Linked DNA regions of Mus musculus: region 2 is linked to region 1. Evidence: chromatin contacts called from public Hi-C data. All regions are on one chromosome and are shown on one strand. Each heading gives the region's core, a stretch centred on a gene start, on an enhancer-like site or on the middle of the called end of the contact. The rest is flanking DNA. Distances are from core to core; before and after follow the strand shown.

Region 1 (4,185 bases), core at 1,127-3,626:
TGGGCAACCTTCTTAATAGAGGCTTGCAGCCTATTTTGGATCTCAACCCTCACATTCAATAACAGGCAAACTATTCTGTGATCTTGTTTCTCCTCTAAACTATGCTAAAACTACTGCTTACCCCACAGCCTCACCAGACTCCAGCAGAAACAGGCACCCAGGAAGCACTCTGGGTAAACACTTCCATTTACTGTGGCTGCACCCCAGCAGTCGCTCTCCTCATAGCAGAAAAGCCCTGGAGGTGTCCAGGACAGCATACCACCCCTTAGTCTCAGGAAGAAGGATGCGCATTTACTTAGCTAAGTGAATTTGCTAGGGAATGAGGAAGAAGTAGCCTCAAATAGCCTGTGGTCCAATGGCCCTGGGGCTGGGGCCCTTCAGTCCCTGGTTCTGAGAGAGCAGCGTATGCTGTCTAAGCAAAGGGATGGATATGATTGTTTCTCCTGCAGTGGTTGTCATCTCCCTCTCTCTTTCCTTTCTTTCTCTCCCCATCCATCCATCCATCCATCCATCCATCCATCCATCCATCCATCCATCCAATACAGGCCATAGGTCTGCTCGGAGGCAGCACTATTTTAAATGCTAAAATAGCAGCGGAGAATCACGAGATGAGACTCCCACCTGTTAACTGATCTGAGGAAGGAGCTCTCGGAACCAAGGGGCACAGGTTCCAGTGCCGGCTTCTTCATTTACTGCATGTGGTCACAAGGTGAAGTGTTTTGCTTCTAGTCACCCCCAGAATTCTTCTCAGGCAGAGTCTTCTCATATCCACACCTCAAGGCTCCTAATGGAGGCAACACATAGTGTACCCAGCCTGAACGAGGAGCTCAGAAAATAGGCTTCATGCCAGGTACCTAGGAGTATGCACGGGGTCAGAAGAAGATGGCTGCTCGTGGCTCTTCCTCTCTTTGCAGTACTTTGCAGATGCTTGCAAAGACACAATCTCTGGCTTCTTGAGTTTCCAGTGGTCTGATAACAGGAGGGTGCGGGGGAAAATGAATATTGGGACAAGCTTGATTTGGGGGGGGGGGGAACCAATGTTAAGAGAGGGAGACAAGGGTCTGAAGTAGCCAGGGGAAAGAGATGGAAGGATTAGGTAAAATCCGACTTTACTCACTGGGCAGAAGGGCTGCCAAAGCCGGCTCTTTTGTTTTTTGTAGACCCTGGTATCTCCTGTGTAAGAAACAGCAGAGCAGTGTGTCTCTCAACCTTCCTAACGCTGTGACCCTTTAACACAGTTCCTCATGTTGTGGTCGCCCCTAACCATAACATTATTTTCATTGCCACTTCGTAACTGTAGTTTTGCTGTTATCAATCGTAATGTAGATATCTGATATGCAGGATATCTGATGTGTGACCCACAAAGAGGTCACAATGCACAGGATGAGAACTGCTGTACTGGAGGTCATGATGGTGGGCCCAGCGTGCAGGCATAGAGCAGACCCAGCAGGCAGGGCAGGTTGCACCATGCCAGCTGGGCACGGGGGTGAGAAGTGGGCAGCTTGCGGCAGACCGTGACTCTTTTCCCTCCAGAGCTGGTCCCCAGCTTGTAAAGGCCAGACTCATTCTGGTTTTCCTTGATGGGCAACAGAGGCCAGGGGGGACCTGAGGGATGGTGAGTGGGGTGCCAATGGAAAATTACAGACCGCCAATCTCACTTCACACCCTCCACTGTTAAGACATTTTTTAGCAGATAAAGGGGAAGTCCACACAAAGGGAAATTTCCCTTTCTCCCCACAACTTCCCCTGTTTCCATCCCACTCGGCATTGAAGAAACATCTTGATGTTTCCAGAGGCCACAGGCTTTTTCGTATCCATGCTGTGAAGACTTGCCCAGAGAACCCTGTTTTGGAAAAATCCTCCCATCATTGCTGAGGGCACACACATTCCCCATGGGTGTGCACACTTGACAGCCGCCAGGCTGTTCCGGAGGAGTCTTTGGTTTGTGGTGCTGTGCTGGGCAGAATCTGAGTATCTGGATCCCAGAACCCCCACCGGAGCCTGCAACAAATACTGACAACTGTCCTTAAGAACCTGTGATTTTCCCAGCACAGCCATGTTGACTTTAACCCTCCACAGCAACCTTGAAAAGCACCCATTATCCACCTTTCCAAAGCGGGAAACTGAGGCTCAGAGTCTTCCTTGGCTGGGAGACCATGATAAGGGTCTGGGTGGGTGGGCTGAACCTTGGATCCTATTTGCATTTGCCTTCCTGGGATATGCAGGCTCTGGAGACTTCTCTAGGAAAATCCCAAGGAGAAGGCAGTGGCTGGGAAGGTCTCGAGCTTTGCAGGTACTTGGTGGAAAACTCCAGTCTGTGATTCACCCTCCTCCCATGCCCTCGTCACTGAGGCCAGCTCCCCTCCCAAGGTCCTCAGTGTCCAGCCTGAAAGTTGGTGGCTCCCATCCCACTGCTCTGGTAAGAGGGGCTGTACCTTGCCTAAGAAGGAGCCGGTAGTTGGGGTGGAGGTGAGGATAAGGGCGAAGGGCCAGGAGCAGGAGGAGAGAGGTCAGGGAGGTAGGGCTGCCTGAGGCAGCTGTTCAACAAGGTTCTGGGGGCTTCTTCTGGATAGTGCCCACTGGGAAGACACTAGTCAGGAGTGAGGGGCCCTGAGGGGACAGAGAGACAGGGTCATGAGGTTTCGTTCCCTGAGGGTGGATGGTGTAATCTAGGCTTATAGACTTCTCAATCTCTCTTGTTGCTTGTGGTATTTTGTCCCTTCACTTTCTACAGCCCCCCTTCCCTGGTCTGGCCATCCGTCTCAGGACCACTGGGTGGGTGGGGCTGTGGCGGGAGGGGGGGTTGGGGGGGGGAGGAGCAGGAGTACTGAAGGTGAGAATTCCTCTTCCAGGTCTGGAGACGCTTACTCATTCTGGAGCAGGAGTTCTAGCTGGGCTGAGAGACCAGGTGAGTGGGAAGAGCATGCGCAGAGCGCGCAGTCTGGTTATCATAGCCTCTGTACCCCTGAGTCTGGAGAGCTGAGGCTCAGGGCAGAGGCAAGACCCAGCAGAACTGTGTGTCTGGGCAGGAAGCAGGGAGCTGCGGTCCCCTGAGGCCACAGGGAGTCTGATGCCATCCTCACTAGCCACATAATGAAATTGCTCAGGGACAAGCCCCAGTAAGTAAGGAGAGTTCACAGATGGGGAACTGGCCCCGAGGAGGCGGGCCATCTGCCTGCCAGGGGAGGGCAGTCAGTTTTCAGAGCTAGGAAGGGTGAGTGGATGGATCTGGAACTACCTTCACAGGTTGGGGGCGCCTGCCTCTTGGTCAGCTAGGGCTAGAGCAGAAAGCGGGGCACCAGCTTGGGTGGGACTGGGTCTGAGGAGAGGGAGCTGGAGAAGATGTGGGCTGCCACTGTGGAGGGCAGCTGCCTACCAGGTGTGAAGGGCTACGAGCAGCCAGGCTTTGGGGCCATGCACACAGGTATGTGTGTGCAGAGGGACGTGACGGAATGGCATCGGTGTGTTCAGGGGTGGGTGCTGGTATGTGGGTATGGGCTGAAGTGGGACTGGGTCTCTTTCGTTTAGGGAAGGGAGCGGTGGTGCCTGGGTTGAACCCTAGCAGTATGTGGGGCGGGGAGGGTTTCTGGAGGTGTTTCCTAGAACCAGAGTGGGCTTCCATCTAATCTGTCCAGCTCCTGAGGAGAGAGTTAAGACTGTACTTGCTGGTCCTTTGAAGACAGAACCCAGGATTGGCTCAAGGGCACCCAAGTATGGTGAAGTCCCTCCCCTTCCCCTTGCTCAGCCTAGCAAAGCGGGTGGACAGCCTGCAGAGGAGATCTGTAGCTGTGGAGGTAACAGAGCTTGCGAAGGGGAACGAGTTGTCCTTGCTGTCACAGAATCATTCCTAGCAAACAGACTAGAGGTGGGGCGGGGGGGAGGGACCCTGGGGGCCGAGGCTGTGTTTTTGAATTTATTTGCTGTTGGTGTGGAGCTGGGCTGGGCTGGAACTTTACTGTCCTGCTTCGATTCTGAGATCTGGAGTTCTCACGCAGATGATATTCACTATCTGACCCATAAGAAGAATAGAGAGAAAAGGGGCCCTGTGCAGCGTGTTTGTACGGCTAACGTTCTCCTGGACATTCCTTCCCCTAGTCTAACATAGCTGTCCAGTGCTGTGGTTTCAGCCCTCTCTCCTCCCTGCTCACCGTGGCTCTGAGCCACCTCTCCTTTTGCCTGCCTTTG
Region 2 (4,610 bases), core at 904-3,403, 110 kb after region 1:
CTTTCCAGAGCCACTCCTGTGGCCAATTCATTTCCACATCCAGTGCAGGACGTGGCCAGGCACATGATAGAGCAGCCGCTACTCGTCACAGAATCCATAAATAAATCCCGGCTCCTGAGGGACTCAAAAGCAATGGGGGTATTGAGAGGAGTGTACACACACACACACACACACACACACACACACACACAGACAAATGAAAGAAAGCACCAGTGCATGCCATAGGCATATGGACCTATTCATCATTGCCACCACAGGCTCAAGGCATATAATCCCTTTCCATATATCACCTCTGTATAACCCCCACTTCACATCCATCTGGAAGGCTCTGGGGAGATTCATTCAGAACAGAGATGCAGTTTGCAAGTTGAGTGAGCCACTGACTCTCACCTACCTTTCCTGCTCCCCTCTAGCCACCTACCCCAGACCCAGAAGGTCAGGGCTCAGGCTGCTTTCTCTTCCGCTCTGCAAGCCCGGACAGTGAGCTGTCTGGGCTCAAAGTCTGGTTTAATCTGAGCCCCATCAGATTTGACAGGAGCTAGGTGGCCTCCCAGCGCCAGGCTGGCAGCACCTTACGAGTTACAGAACTGAGCCTTCACTGCATCTTGCCAGCTTCCCTCAAAGGATACCTCTTCATTACTCGGTAGACTCGAGCCTGGCTGCTGAGTAAAGATGACTGCATAGGGTGAATCAGGGCTGTCAAGCCAGTGGCAGCTCCAGAGGCTGCCTCACCCTGAGCTTCACCCTGAGGCCTGCTGCTCAGCACCAGAACTGCAGGAACCTAAAACTCACCTTCCTTCAATTGTGCACATGTCTTCAGGAACCGTCAAGTCTGGCCAACAATGAGACCTGCGTTTGTGCAGTGGTCATGTCCTAAGAAGAGCTCCGTGCTTAATATAGTCTTAATAGCACAGCCTGGTTAATACATTATGTTAATAACTATAATTATGCACTGGTGTCATTTGGACGATGGAAAACCAGAGTTAAGAGAGGTCTGATGACCTCCTGAGGACCCACGGCTAAGACTTCAGCTGTGCCTCTTGCATAACCTCACACTGTCTCTGGTGTCCCTTATATTCCACTCTCCTACTCCGGGCCTCTGTGGGGGTGGGGTGGGGGTGGGCGTGAATGGCTTCTGGGCTGTGAATGGAAGAGCCTTGATTATGTCTTCCATAGAAAAAGCTCTAGAATTAGACAAAAACGTTGGACCTCACCCAGCCAATCACCTGTCTCATAGCTTTACCCGACCTCTAAGCGCTAACCCTGCTCACAGTATGCACCTAACCTGTAGGCTCATGGAGCACCTACTTTCTTCTGATAAATCAGTCATAATGGAACACTCAACCTACTTGTGCACACCCGTTTCAAAGAGCAGAGATCCATACATACAAACACACACACATATGCATACACACGTGTGCGCGCACGCACATGCACACATGCACATACACACATGTGCACACACACACACACACACACACACACACATACACACGGATATGTAGCTTCACATGTCCACATTTTCACACATAGCCCTGTATGTTCATACGTGTTACCTGTGTTACCTGGTACACTGAGGTCAAACCAAGGATTTTTTTACCACCTACATGAACCCTCTTTACCATACACACCATGGACATTGTCAAAATTCTGTGATGACCTGTAAGCCATTACCCTGTGGCTACGTGTGGGTGACATTTATCAGCCCTGCCTGGCATGACAGAGACAAGCTGACCAACGGCCAAGTTCACAGCTATAACAACATGAACAACTGTCATATGGGCATGGTGCCACCAGTCTTTTTGTCCCAAAACACTGGTTTATGTCCCAGACTAGGCTTTGCTTGGGGAAGAGGGACTCTTCCCTAAGACTGAGACAGCTACGCCAGGCTTTAACAGACTACAGAGCTTGTGTGCAGGGCCAAAAGATAGCTCTTCCTTTTTTCTCTGCTGCCTTGGGTAGGTCACCCTAATTTCTCTGTCAATCAAACTCTACCTCTGAGGAGTAGGGATAGTGATACATTACCACGAGGGCCATGTGGATAAACGAGGTAATAAATGCCCATAAATGCCATGCCCAGCAGAAATTAAATACTTCAGGACTGAGTCTGGGATAGCAGTGAGTGACCTCTCTCTTTGGCTCTGAGCCCTTCAGCTGTTTAATATGCTACTGAATGACATCACTCCTCTGCTCAGCCACCCCCTGACTTCCCATGAGTCTTCCACCCACAAAAAAAATCCCCTTTCCAACCCCTGCTCCATTCTTCTTTCCCGCTGTCACCTCAATAGGTTTCTATATTCTCCTTTCCTTCTTTTTTCCTTAGAGCACACGGTTGTCCTATAGCCCAGGGTCTTTGCATGGGCTTCTTTCCCTATAGAAAGGTGTTGGTGCAGATTCAAGTCGGGCCATTCCAATGACAGCAGCCAAGCCCAGCACCTGTTTTCTACTGTAGGGTTTAATTTTCCTCTGCTCAAATGTCACCTCCCCGGGGGGTCCTGCCTAACAGCACAGCTCTTTCCGTTCTTATGAGCTAAAACGACACCTTCACAGGTTCCCCTGAATCTCACGGCATACACAATGGCAGACCCTGTGATCTGCTGGTGAGTCCCCAGTGCCAATGACAGCAGCAGAGCCTGGCACGCAGGAGGTTCTCAACAGACCACAGTCTACCTCAATAGATACTGACTCCTCCCCGAGGAACATACATAAAATTGTCCATCCCCAGCAGACATACCTTCTGTTCCTTCTCTCCACTCCCTTTTCCTACTCAGCCGTGCACTGGGTTTCTAGCCTTGTTCCATGCATGAAATTAGGGAGTATGTGCTGGCCAATGAATATATCCGGCTGCTCTAGTGGTTTGTAAGTAGGGAGAGGCATCAGAATCCCAGGGCTTAATTTGAACCCCTTCTAAAAGCATCCCCTTGTGACCAAGTCTAGGGCAGAGACCCAGACAGGTGCATTTTGCAAAACCTTCTCTGGGAAGCTTGGATGCTTGCGACTGTAGTCATCCACAGGAGGCAGGGGGGAGAAGAGAGGCTCTCAACACCAGAGCCGCTGCCTGGATTTCAATCCGAAGAGCAACCCCATGTGGCTCGGGCTGTGGAATGGAGCAGACTCATTACATTTTACTAGGACATATTGAGAGAAAGTCTGTAGGGCATTTATACGGCGGTGCCCACCCCGTGGTAAGTGCAAGCTCACATTTCCTGTGCACTTACAGTGATTAAACAATTACTTTCCTCCGGGAGTCTTTGCTGATTGCTTTGCAGTGCTTGGGTTGGGAGTTTTCTGGCAGTGGGTGGCCAGTACACGAAGCTGCCTGGCATGCTGCTGAAAGGAGTACGCTTCCCTCCATTGTGAAGAGCAGCGCCTCCGTCACCCCAGTTTTCACAACTCTTCATGGCAAAATTCATCAAAGAGATCGCTTCACACACTCTATGCAATCCTCTACATCCTATCTTCCTTTTACATTCCTTGCCCGGGAAACTTCAAACACTGCTGGCTAATCTTCATCCCTGTATTTTGGTGGAGTTTTTTTTTTTTTCCTCCTTAAAACAAACTCCAGAAATAACATCATTTTATTCAAGCATGCATTTCTAACCGGTGAGAACTTTTAAGAGATATAATAACAGTATCATTATCACACCTACTTAAATTAATGGTAATTCTCTAATCTCTGCTAATACCTTGTCTGCATGTAAATTTCCCTGGTTGCCTTAAAAATGTCTCTTTCCAGTTGCTTCATTTAAATCCGGAGGAAACCAGGCCCACACGTTGCTGCATCTTTGCATCAGGTTTGCTTTTTCTCTTAAGCCCCTCTCCCTTCTCCCTGAAGCTCACCCGAATCATGTTTGCCATTCAGATAACAATTGCTTAAATATTGCTGAAGGCATTGGTCAGTTTCTCCTTGTCCTGCTGGGCAAGGAAGGCCACATTGGCAGCAGCAGCCTCTGTGGCAATTCCTGGGGTTTGTTAAGCTTTTCTTACCCACCTTTGCCTACTGCATCTCAGCTCCTCCCCATTTCCCAGCACTGGTGTGTGCCAGCAGTCTGCCCCTGGTTCTCTTTAGTCTCCCATCCCAGCCCTTCTCATTTAGTTATCGGTATTGTTCAGTCTCCAGGACTTAAAAGCCAACTCAAGTTTCTGTTTCTAGACCACCCAGAGGCCCACTCAATGTCCAACCCTGACCCCCATCCCCACCCACCCCCAAAGGGTCTGCTGGACCTCTCAACCTTCACCTGTCTGAATTTCAACACATGCCCTTCTGATGACTTTGGTTCGACCCTTGAACTCATCCCCAATCTCTGTCTCTCTCAGGCGCATGCTGTAAGGTTAGGTTTAAGAAGGGCACCGTGCTGCTTTGTCATTTGGGGCAAGAGAGTTGGGAAATACTAATGTGGTAGACAGGCAGCCCTTGCAGGGTTCTGAAGAGCTCTCAGTCCCTCTAGGCCAAGTGAGGTTTCTTTGTTAAGGTTTCTGAGGATCCAGTGCCACACGGTAAGTAGACTTAAGTGCCTACAATTTTGGTTGCCTGTGTTTCCTTTTTCTTTCCCTTTCCCTCCTCAGGCAGTCCAATGTGACTGACTACAGCCTTCGCCACAGCCCACAGC

Evidence for each region. A called contact is a pair of places that touch in the nucleus more often than the background predicts.
Region 2: a Hi-C map of the N1E-115 cell line shows a contact between it and region 1, with 1.7 times the contacts expected there. The contact joins the enhancer-like site here to the promoter of Slc6a12 in region 1. A contact is called at or near these places in 2 of 39 promoter capture datasets (both in embryonic stem cells), 4 of 484 Hi-C or Micro-C datasets (the N1E-115 cell line, cerebellar granule neurons, embryonic fibroblasts and 1 more), 1 of 115 datasets of contacts at active chromatin or transcription factors (embryonic stem cells) and 1 of 9 other capture datasets (pancreatic islet).

The regions. Positions count from the first base shown.
Region 1 is chr6:121,340,198-121,344,382 of GRCm38.p6, forward strand. Slc6a12 (solute carrier family 6 (neurotransmitter transporter, betaine/GABA), member 12) reads left to right here and starts at 2,377. Exons shown (of 16, transcript NM_001381903.1): 1 at 2,377-2,419; 2 at 2,853-2,908.
Region 2 is chr6:121,455,073-121,459,682 of GRCm38.p6, forward strand. The region is part of intron 1 of Iqsec3 (IQ motif and Sec7 domain 3); the gene reads right to left. Among named protein-coding and RNA genes, the nearest start is that of Iqsec3, 16 kb to the right of the region's middle. Within about 2 kb of position 2,154, at least 6 of the 459 cell types and tissues checked have an H3K27ac peak or open chromatin away from gene starts, as enhancers often do. A contact at or near this core is called in the N1E-115 cell line, where this site is marked.